Linked DNA regions of Mus musculus: all the other regions are linked to region 1. A link is a contact called in public HiChIP or PLAC-seq and promoter capture Hi-C data. All regions are on one chromosome and are shown on one strand. The core of a region is the stretch at or near the end of the contact, and the rest is flanking DNA. Distances in the headings are between cores, read along the strand shown. Region 1 holds the start of Eif2d (eukaryotic translation initiation factor 2D). Region 2 holds the start of C4bp (complement component 4 binding protein). Region 3 has its middle 27 kb from the start of Fam72a.

Region 1 (2,917 bases), core at 277-2,776:
AGCACTCTTCCCAATACCCCCAGCTCCTTTCTCTCAGAACTTTGCACTGCCATTTTTCCATGTGTTTTGGGTTTTTTTTGGGGGGGGGGCCGGGGGTTTCGTTTGTTTCTTATCCCTCTTACGGTGAAAAGGTCAATTCTGGAAACACTAGGTCCCAGAAGATCCTTAGGAATAGTATTGGGAAATTCTGTGTTTATTTCATTTGAAAAGGTATGTTTATGGGGGAAAACAAAAACAAATATCACACCAAATCAACAGAGAATAACGTGTTTCACCAGGGCTGCAGTCTGGGCATTTCATCTGGTTACCATACCTGTTGGATACAAATTTTTCTCCAGTTCAAATAGGATGGGGTTACCACCACTCGTGTACACAGTCACCGAATCCCCTTTGTGAACATACAACTTCACAACATTTAGCTCTTCCTTTCCAGGTATCAATTCAGAGATCTGATCTGTTCCCAGGGCAGGGAAAGCAGCTGTCACATCGGCCCGGAGCTTTCTCCTGCAGAAAGCACACCAGCACGATGCACATTAATAAATACAGACATTCAGAATGACTATACAAATCATAAAGACTGAAGAAAGACTGCCTGGTTCGTGATGCCCCCTTCTCAGCTTTTCCAAATCCTATTATCTGTCTTATTCATTATTCTCAAGACCTCCTGGGCATATTATTCCATCGGAACACCTATTTTCACTAAGCAACCAAAGTTAGTCTTTAGAAAGTCATTGGAAACACAGATGACCTCACATGCTGTCCCCACTCCTGTCTTAGACTGGTTGGCAATCTGTCAACCTCTCATTAAAAGGCTACTATGGCACCAAGAATGATACCTAAAGAAAGCTGGCTCCAAAATCCCTGCGGAGCTATCCGTGTCTACGACACTGACTTAAAAAGGAGAGTTAACATCTCTCCTTACCACAGCTTTCTTAGGCTCTGCCACCTCAGGGCACGGACCTCTCCGACACCAGTCTCTCCGGCCAGGAATAATCGTTTAGGCGTTTCCCCCCCCCCCCCTATACTTTTAGTTTTGGTACACCATCTGAGTTCTCCCATGGACTCTAAACTCCATGGAGGACTTATATTCCCTCATTTTACATCTCCCACAAAACCTAGCTTGAGCCCAGTACACGCTAACTCAACTTTATTGTCCAAAAGACCAGCTGGAAGATAAAAAGAGACACCCCCACACCTTATCCTCAAAAATGTTTCTAACACCCCTGCTTGGCTCCCTGGGGTCTCTATGTGCAGCCCTACAAGTGTAGGAGCCTCGCTAGGCTAAGCAAAAGTATTCTCTCCCTCACCTGTCCGAGCCCTTGATGGCTGTGTTGGACTTGACCCGAAAGGCCTTAGCGAACATGTCTGCTGGAGTAGCTCAGGAAAGACAAGAAGAGCACAGACGCCAGGGGCGGTCAACAAAACGAAGGAGTGGCGGCTCCCGGACCCTCAACCCTGGAGGCAGCCATGCTGAGACTCGGCGCCAAAAAACAGCCTGCTAGGAACCCGGCCCTAGCCCTGATGCTGGCCCGGAACTGACGCAGCGCCAGGTGGGGAGGGGCGGGACAGACTCCGGAACTTCCGCTCCCGCTCTTCCACTTGGAACCGGGTGTACCTAGGAGCCTGCGGGTCTGTAGTTAGGGACGCCAGTTGTGCAAACAACGTCTTAGTTCTATTCTTTCTGCTCCATCCGCTTTAGATACGGCGTTGAGAAGAAACTGCCTGATTGCAGTCTATTCGACATGCGTCAAGTCCACAAAATGAACTGAGTTCATATTTTATTTTTTGAATTCATATATTATTAAACTTGCAGGTTTCATTGAATGCTGGTTCGCCCTCTTTTTAAAAATGCTTTTAAATGCTTAAAGGCTTTTATTTATCCATATCTTTATATGGTATTACAAACTAAAGGCTTCAGCTAGGATTTTTTTTTTTTTCCTCCTTGACGTTTAATTTGCACGCTGTAATAATAGCAGCAACAAGGAATACACTCCACCCTGGATTCGGTTTTGCCCAGGCTACTAGTAACAAAGTTCAATAACAAAGATGGGGCTTCCCTCAGAGAAACAACTGTGTACTCTACGGACAAGGATTTAAACTTAGGTTTAAATTAAACTTAAACCTAGGTTGCTTATGTTCTATTAAACTAGCGTTTGCATATCAGCTCTTCGGAGCAGAGTGCCCTTTCACTAACCGTAACCATTATCATAGTCGTCGTCATCATCATCATCATCCTAGTTGCTAAACTAATTTCACATTGATTGTCCAAAGTGCCTGGCAATCTCTACCTGTCATATACTAGGGCCTAGTTGCTAGCCTCAACTTCTACACCTCTGAGCCTCCAGACTTTTATTAGAAGCACCTCACCCCAAACCAAAGGCAGAGGAGCCTAGAGGAAAGCATTACCTGCAGACTCCTGTTCCTTGGACTGCTATGAAGTCACATTTAGGATATGTACCACCGAGTGTTTGTGGTCTGGAGAACTGAAGAAAATTTTAGGGGAATACTAGACATTTCAAACTGGGGAAACTATTGTAGATCCGAAGATGTCGATTGCCTTCCTAGAAATTAATGGCCAATAAGTAGGAGCCAAGATTCAGAGACATAGGCACTGCCACACCCAGTCTCTCCTAATCAAGAGCATAAATCCATACATGCTGGTTAGTTCTTTTGTGGAATTGACAAAAGCTAGAGTCATCTGAGGAGTGGGAGCCTCAGTGGAGACAATGCCTCCGTGGGAGACTGAGCTGTAGGCAAGTCTGTAGGGCATTTTGACTAAGGATTGGTGTAGAAAGGTCTAGCCCATTGTGGGTGGTGCCATCCCTGGGCAGGTGGTCCTAAGTTGTGTTAGAAAGCCAGCTGATCAAGCCAGTATGCAGCAGTTCCCCTATGGTTTCTGCTGCATTTCCTACCCTAA
Region 2 (2,917 bases), core at 185-2,684, 490 kb after region 1:
TTTGTTGTGATTTAGATAAGTTAGTCCCCTGGGAGAGAGAACTCTGCGCTTACCGTAGTAGAAAGCAGGAAAAGGACTTGAAGATACTGATAAACGATATTTGGAAGAGTGAACTGAGGGCGGTATTTCCTCCAAATCAGCTTCCGGGACTTCATAGGATCGCTTTTACATGGACTCTTATCACATTAAATCAGTCTCTTACCTTTGTGACGTGGCTGTGCTTTCTTTACCTCTAATATCCTCCTCATTTTCCTCTCAGTAATTTCTGCTTATCAGTGAAGGTGCACCCCAAATCTTATAACTTGGTCAAACTTCACGGAGGAGCTCAATTTGTGAGGCCATTAGTGTTTATTACAGAGCATAAATTATGATGTCAAAAAAATTTTTTTTCCCTATGTTGATCCAACCCAAGGATTTTGGACATATCAGACAAGTGCTCTACCACCCAACAGCATTTCCAGCCTTTGGTTTCTGAGATAGGATCTTACTATGTAGCCCAGGTTAATCTTGAAATCATAATCCTCCTGCCTCAGCCTCCCAAGTGCTACAGTTACAAGATTATACACTACATCTGGTAAGAACTAATTTTTACTACTTAGAGTTACAATTATTTATTTATATGAGGGGCATTTGGGGCATGGCATGCTTGTGGTAGTCAGAGGACAACATATACGAATTGGTTCAATCTGGGGATAAAACTCAGGTCTTTAGGCTTCATGACATGCACATTTACCCACAGAGCCATCTCACTGGTCCAGAAGTGCTTTCCAAGAGCAATCCTTGGGGCACACAAATCTTTAAACTTATTATTAACAGACTAAGGGTCCATTTCAGGACTTGACTTTATCTGTATATTTATGTGATCGCAAACACATAAATTAGCCTCTTCATTACATTTTTCTGAATATTGACGAGTGTCAGACTGACTTCTGGAGATCCTTTGGTGCCTGGTAGTGGTAGTTGCTAATATCTGTGGAGCTCTGAGTATGTTCCAGTCAGGTCAGCACACAGCAGGAACTCAATAAACAACACACATACTGTGTCTATTGTAGCTCCTGGTGATGCCTGGAGACCAGTGAAGAGTAAGATCCTCAGATCCAACGTCCCTGAGTGGGTCTGCAGTCCTGGGAAGAGAATCATTTTAGTCAGAGTGGGTCTGAACTCCAACTCAAGGTTCCTAGGCTGGTTGGATTTTGTGATGCATAACTCTTATGATTATGAAAAGACAGAAAATTCTGGCATCAAATTCCAAGTCCCCTTCTAACTTAGGGGAAATGGTTGGCAGAGAAGAAAATAAATAATTCCAACACATGATGAAGAATGAGGGCTGGGAGAGAAGGAGATTAAATAAACACTGCTGCTCTAGTCTGTTAATCATTCACCGGGACAGAGGAGACTGTCTCCCTGTCCGTCATACTCAACTGCTTAACCAGAAACTTGTGTGGGTGGAATGCAAGGATCACTTGCGTGGGTAGACTTCAGAAGCTTTTTTGATGGAGCAAGTACTGGCCAGCTTTAGGATAATATGATCAACTCTCATCTTGGGAGAAACTAGTACAGTAGAGATCCAAGTACCACCACAGAGTCTTTCTCTGCTATTGCAGGTCAGTGGGCTACTGAGCACTTGGGTGGGGCATTGTGGGTAAAGCTGGTCATCAGGTTCTTTAGTGTGTGCTCCTCTGTGTTCTATTTATTATTTTTGAGATTACAATTTAATTACATTTTCCCATTCCTTTTCCTCTCTCCAAATCTTCCCATACAGCCCTTCTTGTTCTCTTTCAAATATAGTCTCCTTTTTTAAATTAATTGTTATCACATGCATCTATTCCTAAATACAACCTGTTCAGTCCATATAATGTTACTTTTATGTATGTTTTCAGGGCTGATAATTTGGCGCTAGGAAACCAATTGCTGTGGATCTTCCATGGGAAATACCACAGCTCTTACTACCAGCTTTCCTCAGTTGCCTATAGTTCTTTGTGTAGAATCAAAGCCTCGTGGGATTCCACTGTCTAGTTTTGTATGTTCATCAGTGTTCTTGTTTGGGTCATGTTTGGGAGGTCATGTTGGTGAGACTTTTCTGATACAGTTTCTGATGTTGCTAGGTGACACAATTTCACAGTAAATTCCTTGGACCCTTGGATCCTACAATCGTTCTGCCACCTCCTCTGTAGTTTCTTCTCAGGTGCAGGAGTGTTTCTTAGATGTAGACATCAGAACTGGGACCCATAACTCTGCATTTTGATTGGTTGTAGTTTTCTGCGGTGGCCTCTGTTACAAAGAGAAGTTGGGGTTTTTCTGTTGTTGTTTTTTGTTTTGTGTGTGTGTGTTTTCTGATGAGGGGTTCAAGACTATGTGAGTATGACGATAAATATTTATAGAATGTTGTTAGAGATTATGCTGGCTTAGTAAATTAGTAGTTGTAGATTCTCTAATAACTGGAACTTCACTAGCATTGAGTAGTTAGTTAGCTAGGTTTATAGCAACAGACATGGTTGAATGGGCCTTAAATACAATTAGAGAGTTTCTGGTTACTTTCAAACAATATGTCCCACTATTACACCCTTAGGGTTACTGTATCATGTTGGTCATTGATGCATTCATGGGCATCAGAGCTGGGTAGGACTATTGGTTGCCTTTCCCCTTTTTTTGGAAGCTTGCACAATGTCTTCTAGTAACATTTAAGTCCCCAGAGAGGGGACATTCAGATCAGTTCCATTTCAGGGATCTCTTGACCTTGTTTCTGAAGTGTATGGTGTCTTCAGCAATAGAGACTTACCTTTCACTGTTAGGGCATAACAAAGGGCAATAGCAAGAGGCTGTATGTCTTGGGAGTCTCTTGGACAGCCCAAGATAAAAACTCAAAAAAGGGATTCTTATGTCTGGTATTGAGGGTTTTGTTAGTTAGTCTTTGGGT
Region 3 (2,917 bases), core at 187-2,686, 400 kb before region 1:
TTGTGCCCAGTTGGTTTTTGATCTATCAATAAAGATGCCAGTGGCCAATGGCTGAGTAAAGGGAGAGGGGCGGGACCCTTAGAGTTGCACAGGCTAGGATGCAGGGGGGAGGAGAAAGGAATCTCCATGACTCAGAGGAGAGATGCGGAGGGAAACATGTCAGTGTGCAGGCCGACTTGGTGCTGGAGCAGCTGAGAGTGCTATATCTTGTAGTAATTGTTGCAGTAATTCTCTCCATCCCTAATATGCCCTGGCAATGAAAACACGACTCAATTAATATGAATACATTCTGTGCGCCTAGATTAGGTAGATCTACTGCTACACTACCACCTTCCACATCTATGAGACCCCTTAGAATCCACAGGCAGCAGAAGGAGACTGTACCATGCTGGGTACAGCTTGAGCATAGGAGACTTCAAAGCCTGCCTCCACAGTGACACAATTCCTCCAAGGCCACATTTTCTAATGGCTTGTAGTGGTTTGAATATGTTTGACCCAGGGAGTGGCACTATTTGGAGATATTGCTTTGCTGGAGTAAGAGCGTCCTTGTTGGGGTGGGTTTTGAGATTCTCATCCTAGCTGCTTAGAAGACAGTCTGCTCCTGGCTTCCTATGGATGAAGATATAGAACTCTCAGTTACTCCAGCATCATGTCTGCCTGGATGCTGCTGTGCTTCCTGCTATGACGATTATGGACTGAATATCAGAACCCATAAGTCAGTACCAATTAAATGTTGTCCTTTATAAGAGTTGCCATGGTCATGGTGTCTTCACAGAAATGGAAACCCAAAGACAGGTCAAGCACTCAAACACATGAGTCTATGGGGCCATAGCTATTCAAACCACCACAACTAATTTTTCATAGAAAGATATCACTATATACATGTATTGAAACTTTGTGTGTGTGTGTGAGAGAGACAGAGACACAGAGAGAGACAAAGAGAGACAGACCTACACACAAACACATACACAGACATACAGAGAGACAGACACACAGAGAGACAGACAGAGATACAGAGAGAGACAGAGACAGACCTACACACAAACACATACAGAGACACACACAGAGACAGACACACAGACAGAGACAGAAAGAGACAAATAGAGACAGACAGACCTACACACAGACACATACACAGACACACAGAGATAAACACAGACACAGGGAGAGACAGACTTACACACAGACATATATTATATATGTATATATAAATATATATATGTATATATAGAGAAACAGAGGCATATGTATACATATATATGTTATGTATATATAGAGAGACACACAGACAGACAGAGGCAGGCAGGCAGGCAGACAGACAGACAGACAGACAGACGCACGCACGCACGCACGCACGCACGCACGCACGCACAAGAATAGAACTCAATACGTAACTGTATCACCGGGAACAAAGCCTTCTCTATTCCTGTTCAGTGTCTGGCTAAAGGACAGCAGGTGGCAGCAGAGTCCAGCCTGGGGTTGTAGGAGCAGCTAGAGAGAGAAGCAGTTTTTGAGTAAAGCCTTCCCTCTGAAAAATCTTAACACGAGAATAAAAATAGAACAATGAAGAGCTGGTGCCACGAGCTCCAGTCACTGCAGAGCCTGATGTCATTCACTGTCTGCCATCTGCAGAGCCTTGTCCTTCCAGGAGAAAGCAATGGTCCCAGGCTCTGAGTGGCCCCTCCCCAGCTTTGCTCAGGTCACAGGATGAAGCTGGCTCAGCAGGAAAGGGGCTCTGGGCAAGCGGAGCTGGAGGAAGGACTGATTTTTAGGAGACTGCAGACAATAAAGAGAAACAACAGAATGCTAAGTCAAAGGAGGTTGTCGCAGGAGACTACAAAATGCATGGTGCCACTGGAAGAAAAGTTCAGAAGAGGCAAATCTAGAGACAGAAAGAGATTAGTGGTTGTCCAGGGCATGGGGAGGTGGTAACTGTGGCAGAGCTTCTAATGAAGACCTACTTTCTTGACAGGATGGAAAGATCCTGAAATTTGACTATGTTAGGGGTTGTAAAATTCTCTAAGTATGCTAAGAATCATTGAGTTCTACATTTGAAATGGGTGAAATTTATAGAATGTACGTTTTCTTATAAAGATAGATCATAGGCCTGGCTTCTCTCTCTTACTTGCTATGGTCCCTCAGTTTCTTTTCTATACCTACAAAAATTAAGTCAGGATAATCTAACGAAGGCTATAAAAATGTCAGTCCATAGTGAACATGGAATTCGTGTCATTTTGTTTTCCTGGTAAGATGACATTTTATCTCAAAGCTTAGCTGTGTCATGTTTTGCTTTTGATACAACGACAAATGTCTCCACTGCCTTCTATTCCCACACCAGATATTTTCAATGAACAACTTTGCTTATTACACAACATTGGGAAGTCTCTGAGAACAGAAGTTAATAGTGGTGTTGTGCTGGGAAGGGTCTGAGTAGGAGGGAATATCCCTCCCTTCGACTACAAGGAGAACAAGACAGAGTCACTAGAGCATCCCTGCAGTGCAGCCTGTGCAACCATTGCACAATGGGATCCCAGTCCCCACCATTGCCAAAGGTCTCAGATCGGAGGATCAACGATGTTATAGTAAAAACCATTTTCAACTTGTAATTACTATTGTAATGATTCAGTTTCTCGAGAATGGTAATTGTATAAAATTGCTCTTGCAGTTTTCTTTTCAATACAATGTGCCTGTAAACCATGGATATCCCCTTTGTAAAAAGACACTGTAGATAGTTGAACATTTGATTATAGCAAAGTCATTAGTTTCTTGTTACACATTATTGGGTTTAATATTGTTCTTGAAAATAGTTGATGATTATGTTAAGTATAACTTTTCTAATAAAATTTGTGTTCAAGTTGTACATTTTGGAATATACAAAAAAAAAACATTTTCAGAAACTAGAATATTAGAAGAAAAA

Evidence for each region. Promoter capture Hi-C pulls out the DNA fragments that hold promoters and counts their contacts. HiChIP or PLAC-seq counts read pairs in DNA pulled down with a chosen protein or histone mark.
Region 2: a contact with region 1 is called in an HNF4G HiChIP or PLAC-seq map of pancreatic cancer cells. The contact joins the promoter of C4bp here to the promoter of Eif2d in region 1. A contact is called at or near these places in 1 of 39 promoter capture datasets (pre-B cells) and 1 of 115 datasets of contacts at active chromatin or transcription factors (pancreatic cancer cells).
Region 3: a contact with region 1 is called in a promoter capture Hi-C map of hippocampal neurons, with 4 times the contacts expected there. The contact joins the enhancer-like site here to the promoter of Eif2d in region 1. A contact is called at or near these places in 6 of 39 promoter capture datasets (the 3T3-L1 cell line, 3T3-L1-derived adipocytes, the C10 cell line and 3 more), 1 of 15 datasets of contacts at CTCF or cohesin (pro-B cells), 3 of 484 Hi-C or Micro-C datasets (the G1E-ER4 cell line, bone marrow-derived macrophages and regulatory T cells), 4 of 115 datasets of contacts at active chromatin or transcription factors (embryonic stem cells, microglia and pancreatic cancer cells) and 3 of 9 other capture datasets (adipose tissue, liver and macrophages).

What each region holds. Positions count from the first base shown.
Region 1 is chr1:131,151,816-131,154,732 of GRCm38.p6, reverse strand. Eif2d (eukaryotic translation initiation factor 2D) reads right to left here and starts at 1,526. Exons shown (of 15, transcript NM_001136070.1): 1 at 1,308-1,526; 2 at 314-504. The coding sequence starts at 1,363.
Region 2 is chr1:130,660,135-130,663,051 of GRCm38.p6, reverse strand. It overlaps C4bp (complement component 4 binding protein), which reads left to right and starts at 1,434. Exons shown (of 10, transcript NM_007576.3): 1 at 1,434-1,604.
Region 3 is chr1:131,553,865-131,556,781 of GRCm38.p6, reverse strand. No RefSeq gene overlaps it. Among named protein-coding and RNA genes, the nearest start is that of Fam72a, 27 kb to the right of the region's middle. Within about 2 kb of position 1,436, at least 66 of the 459 cell types and tissues checked have an H3K27ac peak or open chromatin away from gene starts, as enhancers often do. A contact at or near this core is called in bone marrow-derived macrophages, hippocampal neurons, pancreatic cancer cells and 2 more, where this site is marked.